Linked DNA regions of Sus scrofa: regions 1 and 3 are each linked to region 2. The links are chromatin contacts, called in public Hi-C and HiChIP or PLAC-seq maps. All regions are on one chromosome and are shown on one strand. Each heading gives the region's core, a stretch centred on a gene start, on an enhancer-like site or on the middle of the called end of the contact. The rest is flanking DNA. Distances are from core to core; before and after follow the strand shown. Region 1 has its middle 22 kb from the start of RCBTB2. Region 2 holds the start of ITM2B (integral membrane protein 2B). Region 3 overlaps RCBTB2 (RCC1 and BTB domain-containing protein 2).

Evidence for each region. Hi-C and Micro-C count contacts between places; a contact is called where the count stands out from the background. HiChIP or PLAC-seq counts read pairs in DNA pulled down with a chosen protein or histone mark.
Region 1: an H3K27ac HiChIP or PLAC-seq map of alveolar macrophages shows a contact between it and region 2, with 3 times the contacts expected there. The contact joins the enhancer-like site here to the promoter of ITM2B in region 2. A contact is called at or near these places in 1 of 5 promoter capture datasets (fetal liver), 7 of 47 Hi-C or Micro-C datasets (embryonic fibroblasts, fetal heart ventricle, heart right ventricle and 4 more) and 2 of 2 datasets of contacts at active chromatin or transcription factors (alveolar macrophages and skeletal muscle).
Region 3: a Hi-C map of heart right ventricle shows a contact between it and region 2, with 1.8 times the contacts expected there. The contact joins the enhancer-like site here to the promoter of ITM2B in region 2. A contact is called at or near these places in 2 of 5 promoter capture datasets (fetal liver and liver), 1 of 47 Hi-C or Micro-C datasets (heart right ventricle) and 2 of 2 datasets of contacts at active chromatin or transcription factors (alveolar macrophages and skeletal muscle).

What each region holds. Positions count from the first base shown.
Region 1 is chr11:19,058,402-19,061,101 of Sscrofa11.1, reverse strand. No RefSeq gene overlaps it. Among named protein-coding and RNA genes, the nearest start is that of RCBTB2, 22 kb to the left of the region's middle. Within about 2 kb of position 1,376, at least 8 of the 83 cell types and tissues checked have an H3K27ac peak or open chromatin away from gene starts, as enhancers often do. A contact at or near this core is called in alveolar macrophages and fetal liver, where this site is marked.
Region 2 is chr11:19,376,349-19,379,048 of Sscrofa11.1, reverse strand. It overlaps ITM2B (integral membrane protein 2B), which reads left to right and starts at 1,350. Exons shown (of 6, transcript NM_001042375.1): 1 at 1,350-1,466. The coding sequence starts at 1,350.
Region 3 is chr11:19,117,182-19,119,881 of Sscrofa11.1, reverse strand. All of the region lies in intron 3 of RCBTB2 (RCC1 and BTB domain-containing protein 2), which reads right to left. Among named protein-coding and RNA genes, the nearest start is that of RCBTB2, 37 kb to the right of the region's middle. Within about 2 kb of position 1,396, at least 39 of the 83 cell types and tissues checked have an H3K27ac peak or open chromatin away from gene starts, as enhancers often do. A contact at or near this core is called in alveolar macrophages, liver and skeletal muscle, where this site is marked.

The DNA of each region.
Region 1 (2,700 bases), core at 127-2,626, 320 kb after region 2:
AATGCTCCCAAAACGCTACTGATCCCACTGTACCACAGTGGGAACTCTGATATTGTATTCTTTTTTCCTTTTTTGGTCTTTAGGTCTGAACCTGCAGCACATGGAGTTTCCCAGGCTAGGGGTCCAATCAGAGCTGTAGCTGCCGGCCTACATCACAGCCACAGCAACACGGGATCCAAACTGTGTCTGTGACCTACATGCCAGCTCACAGCAATGCCGGATCCTTAACCCACTGAGCAAGGCCAGGGATTGAACCTCTGTCCTCATGGATGCTAGTCAGATTCATTTCCACTGAGCCACGAGAGGAATGCCCCAATGTGGTATTCTTTAGAACTCTTTCTGAGACATACAATTCCTCTGGGGAAGGGGTGTATGGGGCTGACATTTTTTTCCTTTTCAGCTAGTTTGTCACAAGCTTCAAAACCATTATCATCCCAAGGGTCACCAAGCCTCCTGAGATCTGAGTCACCAAGGAAGTGCCTGGAGGATGGGCTCCTGGACTCCTGGGCAAGTGGGGAGCATGTGTTATCCTGGGCAGAGCCTGGCCCAGCTGCTCCTGAGGCTTAGGATATAGGTTTTAATCTCGAAAGTTCCCTCCTGAGAGCCTTAGATGCTGTCACTCTGGCAGCTCTGGGGCTGATCCTCTGGAACACACATTGGGGGTGAAGAGAGGCAAGTAAGAATCCTGTGGACCGTGGATGATAGTGTCTTCTGCTCCCTCCTTCCTCTCACCCTCTTGACTTGGAGAACCCCCTCGCAACAGCTCCATGTGAAGGTGGGCTAGGGCTGAGTTTTCCAGCTAACAGTAAACTGGAGGGAGCTTTCCAATAACTTTTCAGCTCACCGGTTTCTTGGTCACTTTCTTCAGTACCAGGATGACAGCATTGTTAGACAGCACCTGTGTGTAATAAACACTGCCTTTCTTTTCCTTGGGTCTTAGTCTGTTCTGGCTGCTGTAACAAAAATACCCAGACTGCATGGCTTACACAACAGAATTGTGTTTTTCACAGCTCTGAAAGCTGGGACGTTCAAGACCAAAGTACCGGTAAATTCAGTGTCTGGCGAGGGCTTGCTTCCTGGTTCATAGACGGTTGTCGTCTTGCTGTGTCCTCACGTGGTAGGAGGGGTGAGGAAGCTCTCTGGGGTCTCTTTCACAAGGGCACTAAGCTCGTTCAGGAAGACTCTCCTCTCATGACCATGCAAGAAAAACACCATCTCCCAAAAGCCCCACTTCTTAAATCCATCACAATGAAGGTTAGAATTTCAACAGAGGAATGTTTGGAGGACATAAATATTCAGCCCATTGCATTTGGTGTTATCATCTGGAAATAGGAAGCCAGTGGTTTAGTCTGGAATAAGCCAGTGCCTGAGTAAGTCAGCTTACCAGTGGGTCAGGCTCATAACCAGCCTACATGAAATGAAGAAGTAGGGCACAGCCAAGGCCATGATATCCCGCAGGGTGGACACTTGTCTCTATTAACCATAGACTGAGTATGTCTGTATTAATTTGGCCAACTGCCCAGCCCTTGCCATTCACGTCTCAGTCTGATTTCCCTTTATGGAAGGACCCACGCTAGTGTGTAATACACATGGTAAACTCAGCGAGAGCTGCAGGCTGTTTTGTATGCTCAGGCAGATGTCACATGAACATGGGCATTTAATCAGTAACTCTGCCTTTGGTGGGGGGTGATGACAGATTCTTTCCTGGCAGGATATACAGTTCCTGATAGAGTAAGCCTTCTATTTTTTCAGTTAATTGTGTGTTTAAATATATTTATATCTAACATTCTATACATAGCACACACCCATATATATATACACAGACAGACAGACACAGGCATACATGTAAGTACTTTGAGATGCTCCCAATTTTAGAAGACACAAGAGGGCTGGTAGTAGAAAGCAATCTTGTGGTTTTTATTGTTGTAGATGATATTGTAACTTTCAGTCCCTTGAACATAGCAGGTCCCTTGACACTGACATTCTGTTTGGGCCGAGCCCAGGTGCAGGCAAAGTGGGCAGAAGGGCTGAGTGGCACCTGTGGTGCTCCTTTCACACCTGCCCAGCTGTCTCAGCCACAGACCCCACCCTCTGGAAAAGCCACTTCCCACCCCTGTCCCTAATGCTGGAATTCCTTCTACCAGGAGCAAACCGTTCTATTTCAGTTCCAATTAAACAAGTATTCAAAGGCCCTAGTGGAGACAACCAACACAAGTTCAAACTTGCCTGAAGGCAGTTTTTATATCCAAAAACAAAAGTGTAGCCACTTACTGGGGATGGGAGGGGGGCATCACAGGGAGAGCACACATTGTTTGAAACAGGAATTGGGATTTTCAAAGTCAAAAACCATTAGTTCATGCTTTTTCTTTTAACCTCATCTTCCTTCTCTGACGCAACTCTGAAAAAGCGTTCAGTGCCTGACACAGCCAGGGTCAATGGGAGCTGTGCATTATTTTCCTACATATTTCACCTGTGCTTTAAGTGTAACCATTTATTCAAGACCAGCCAATAATTAACTGGCTATAAGGAAATCACATGATTTTCTTAGTGAAATGGCATCAGAAAATAATTTCCTGGAATCACTGACAACTGTAAACAGCTATAGCCACGTTCAGGCCATTGCGTGTCAGCCAGTGCCAAGGTCCTTTTTAATTACAGACGGTGCCTGCCCTTTCTGGGCACTGCTAGCTCAAGCCATCT
Region 2 (2,700 bases), core at 101-2,600:
TACTATGATCTGAGATTCTGGGAACTTGGAATGTTTTGCAGGGAATGGTGATCTGATTCTATGCAGAGACTAAGAGACCTAACCCCCTCCTTGAGCAGAGCCAAATCCCCCAGAACCTCAGACTCAGTCTACTTTTTTCATGGTTGACTCAGGGAAGAGCTGACGCAGCTGAAACATTCTAGGGTACACCCACATCCAGGGTTGAACCAGGACAGAGGCGGGTGGAAAAAGGGTACAAGATCAACCATTTATCCAAAGAGCCATCTGTTGACACAGTCATTAACCCAGTAACAGTGCGAGCCAGAATCCTCTCTCCAATTAGTTGCAAACGAAATCTCTTCCAAACATAACTCTGCATTATCCATAAGATTTTTTAAATTTTGCAGAAAGCTACAAAAGACTCATCATCAAATATGAATCACAAATCAGCCTTGTGTGCATGTGGGTTTTGTCCAAGTCGACACAAGTAGGGAACATTTTGTTTCCGAAATCTGAGATGTATGAAACACAAATCTGCCAAGAGTCTTCCTCCGAACTGCTCTGGGACTAGGCAGGGCAGCCACTGACCTTGCGAGGGCGGGGGGCGAGGGGTGAGGGGCGGGGGTGAGGTGGGGTGGAGGGTGGAGAAGAAAAGGCAAGTCTGAGTAGAGTAACGCCCTTGGGTGAGGTCCGGGAAGATAAAGTAGTCAGATCACTTGGATAGAGCGAATTCAACATTTCTTTGCTCCACTGAGCCGGTTCCATAATAAAGTGAGAAAATGGAGGTGTAAACGCCCCCAAATTCCACGGCCTTTCGATTCCTGGTTGACACCAGGCAGGGAATGGTGGGCTGCTGCTGCCAGAGGTTAATCCATTGTCCGCGGCGCACCCAGGAAAGTTCACCTGCTTTTGCTCCAAAGCTGCAACCTTGTGCTCAGTGGCAAACTGATTGGAAACGAATTCAGAACTGCAAAACTCACGCCCGCACGCAGAAGGACCCCTTCCTTCCCAGCCGGATCCCTCCTTCCACCCAGGGTCAGACTCCCCAACACATCTGCACGTCGGGTCGGCCTGCTCGACCCCGCCCGGCCCGCCTCCGACCCCGCCCCCTGTGCCCCCCTCCCGGTTTGCCCGCCTCTGGCCCCGCCTTCGGGGGAGGGGGGCCGAGCGAGCCGTCGCCGCCCTCGCCTGGGAGCTGCGAGGCTTCAGTAACCCTGCAGCAGTAGCCACCTCTGTCGCTGCGGAGCTGCTTGTCTCCGGTTGCTGCTGAGCCGCGTTCGGAGCCCTGCCGAGGAGGCTGCAGCCGTAGCAGGAGCCCGCAGCCCGCGCCCGAGCCCGCAGCCGCCGCCGAGGGCGCCCCAGGCCGCGCCATGGTGAAGGTGACGTTCAACTCGGCTCTGGCCCAGAAGGAGGCCAAGAAGGACGAGCCCAAGAGCGGAGAGGAGGCGCTCATCATCCCCCCCGACACCGTCGCGGTGGACTGCAAGGTCCGAGGGCCAGGGCTCGGGGGAGAGGGCGCTGGGCCCGCGGGGAGAGCTGGTGGGGCCGGGGCGGCTCTGCGCCCGAGGAGGCGCGGGACAGGCTCCCCGAGAGGGCCGACCTCTCCTTTTTCGCAGGCTGCTCCCCTTTCTTGTCCGGCGCAGCTTCTTTGTGAGAAAGTGCGTGTGCAGAAAGCGGAGCCGGGAGCGGGGGCTTGGGGGAGGCCTGGAGCGAGGAGGCCCGTTGGAGAACTGTGCCGAGTGCACGGTCGTTGGTGCAGTCGGGGAATGTGCGTGGGGCCGGGACTGGGTTCGGTGGACCTGGAGCCCAGCGACGACATGCAAAACAACAAAAACAACAACAGAGTTTGGCACTTCCTCCCAGTATAAATAATGTGTCTAAAATGGCTGACATCATAACAAGCCTAAACCTCTCTTGCTTCTTACTTTCGTTTCCAGGCTAAACAGCCCTTGGACTAAGTCTGGCTCCTGTAAGCCTCTTAATTTTAAAAGCCTTTTCTTCTTCACCTTCTCATTTCCCACGGCCTTTCGGTACTGGCAGACGAAGTTCACGGTGGGGTCCGGAGACGGGGCAAGGGAGCGGGTGAGGGGAGAAAGCAAGGTGACGGTCTGCTCAGTTGGTTCTGGCTGTTAATTTATAATTAAAGCACATATGCCCGGTGAAGATCAGTAATTACCATGTGGATGTTAGTGCAAAACCGACAATTAATTTTAAATTATATCAGTATCTTTACGAGAACCCCTTACGCTAAGTGAAACTAAACGTTAAGAAACTTGTCCTATGTCCCTTTTTAAATGGTCCTTAATTTTAGAAAAATCTCTCTTTTAGCCCTAAGCAAAAATGACGAAAGGAACCGTAATTGTGCTAAGTTTTAGTGCTTACAATATCATTTGAGACATGATGGTAATTGTCGCAGAAGTTAAATAGGAAAGCCTCACAGCCTCTTTCTACCAGATCTTTTAGGCTGCTAAAATTTAATCCTAGAGAAATTAATTGTAGAAGTTATTTAGGTTGCATCGTTTATTTCTGAATTTTTCGTTAGCATTTTTCCAGACCTGTTATAAGTAGGGTGTTTTAACTAAGTTAAAACTGAGTTTTACCTTTAAAAAAATAGTTTGTGCAGGTATGAGTAATAAGCATTTTTTATATGGTCTGATGAAAATTACTGCTATTCAAAGGAAAACACACTGTAAGAAAGTGTGTGAAAAATAACATGTTGGT
Region 3 (2,700 bases), core at 147-2,646, 260 kb after region 2:
GAGGGTATAAAGGGGAAGAACCCTTCTACACTGCTTGTGGGAATGCAACTGGTGCAGCCACTATGGAGAACAGCATGCAGATTCCCTAAAAGAAAACTTTAAAAATGAAAGAAAATGACAACAGCGGAAGAGGAGGACATGAGGTTCGCCTACTCCCACAAATACACTGAAATTCCATCTATATGTGGAACAATTCACAGAGAAAATTTTCTGAATGCCGACAAAAGACCCCAGGATTCTGACAGAACAAGAAAACTTCACAAAACTGAGCAGGACCGAAGAAAAAAGGAAAGAAAAAGAGAAATAAAGCAGGCCTGGACTCGTACCCCTAGGAAGCAGCTGGAAAAAGGAAAAACCCTCACCCCCTGGAAAGTACCCCACCAGCGAGGAAACCAGCCAGGACAGAGGGGGAACTCTGGAGGACCGGAGAAGAACACAACAACTGATGTAAAGCAGTTAAAGTGGAAGCATTCCTGTCACCGTCACTGGCCTGCATTTCCCAACCACAGGCTGGTGCAGCCAGCAGCCAGGAACTGAAACTCCAGCTTTGGAGATCAGACTCAGAGAGAGAGCTGGGTCTGGCTACACGGGGAAAAACTAGGATTAATAGCATGGAGACAGCCTGGAAGGACTAGAGTCTGGAAAGTCCACATCTGTGGCTGTAAGCTGAGGAAAGACGGTTGGACTTGGAAGATGTGCACCACTGCTGGGGGAGGCCTGGCAGGAAGGAGCAGGATCTACCACTGGAATCTTACCCTCTGCAAGTGCTCTCAGGCTGCAACACGCCAACTACTCCAGCTCCAGGATGTATCCTTGAGCAGCAGCTACTTAGCAATAGTTGGGGAGAAGCCCACAGCCCTTCAGGCTACAGAGAAAGTGGAGCAAGAATAGGGAACCCTTGGAGCAGGCAGAGGGAACTCGGGAATAACACAGGCCCCACGACAGCAGCCAGGCAGGGGAACACTGAAGCAATTGCTGCAAACAGTGCAGAAGGCTCAGGGAGTCATGCATGGCCTGGTATGTCGGCAAAGAGCCATGATCTGCATAGGGGGTGGCGAAAGTTATTTCGGAAACAGCACAAACCCTGGGCAATTGCAAGGGTCTGGGTCCTTCTGGGCAGTCAAAGAGCTGTGATCTGCCTAGGGGGCCAACAAAGTGAATTCGGAAACGGTGTGGATGGTTCCAGAGTCGCCAGGGGCCTTCCGGGTGGGCATAGAGTCACAATTTGCCTAGGGAGCAGAGAAAGTTATTTTGGAAACAGCACAAGTAATTCCGAGAGTCGCGAGGGGCCTGCTGGGTGGGCAGAGAGCTGCAAAAAGCCCACTGAACTGGCAAAGTTATTTCAGAAACACCACAAACAGTTCTGGGAGTCTCAAAGGCACAGTGAGCAGGCGGAGTGATCTCGAGAATAGCACAAGCTCCATGACCTCTGCCAACAATCAAGCAGGGCACTGCAGAAGCAGGGTTAAGTTGCACAGCTACTCAAAAGGGCTGAGAGGGCCCTGCTGGTGCACATTTTACTTTGCTGTGGCTACAGGAAGCACTCTGTTATCTGCCCAGTAAGGGAAGGGACTGCCAGAACACTGCAGGTCCTACAGCTACAGAGAGAGCTTTTGAGCAACATTTAGGGAGCAGCCCCCATCCTTAGGGCTACAGAGAAGACTCCCTAGACCAGCCAAACAAAGGGAGAGATTAAAGAAAGGCCCCTGCCCCCACTATAGGGAGCAGTCCCAAGGGGCTCCTTGACAAAGGGACGATCTAGAGGAGGGGCTGCTCAGGTGCCAACTACAGGACATCGTCCTGAGAGCTACCTAACAGCTAGACAGGTCTCAGGAGCCAGTGCTGCCCCCTGACCACAAAAGCAATCCTGTGAACCATCACCAACTCTCTCATAGGCCCCATTCCTAGCAGCCACCTGGCTCCAGAGGAGGTAGCATAATACCACTGCTCCTATCATGGGCTCTGAGAACACGTGAGCCACTACCACCCCGAGACCTCCAAGACTAGGCACCAGCTGCTGCGTCTACATACCTGCTGTCAAGGGGACAATAAATGCAGACAGTCAGACCTTACAAAACAAAGAAATAGCTTTCAGACAAAGAAACAAGACAAAAACACACAAAAAAACAAGTAAATAAAGAGGAGATAGGTAATCTAATTAAAAAAGAGTTCAGGGTGATGATAGTAAAGATGATCCAAGATCTCGGGGAAAAAATAGAGGCACAGATAGAGAAGTTACAAGAAATGTTTAACAAAGAGCTTAAAAGATTTAAAGAACAAGCAAACTAAGATGGATGACACAACATCTGAGATGAAAAACACACCAGAAGCAATCAACAGCGGGATAATGGAGGCAGAAGAATGAATAAGTGAGGTGGAAGACAGAATGACGGAAATCAATGCCAGAGGGGGAAAAAAAAGAAAATGAAAAGAACTGAAGAGCGTCTAAGAGACATCTGGGACAACATTAAATGTAACCACCAATACTACACCCAGCAAGGCTCTCATTCAGATTCAATGGAGAGAGCAAAAGCTTTTCAGACAAGAAAAAGCTAAGAGAATTCAGCACTTCCAAACCAGCTCTACAACTACTAAAGGAACTTCTCTAGGCAGAAAATAAAAAGCCACAATTAAAAACAAGAAAATTTCAAATGAGAAAACTCACTGGTATTGACCAAAATAATATAAATGCAGAAAATC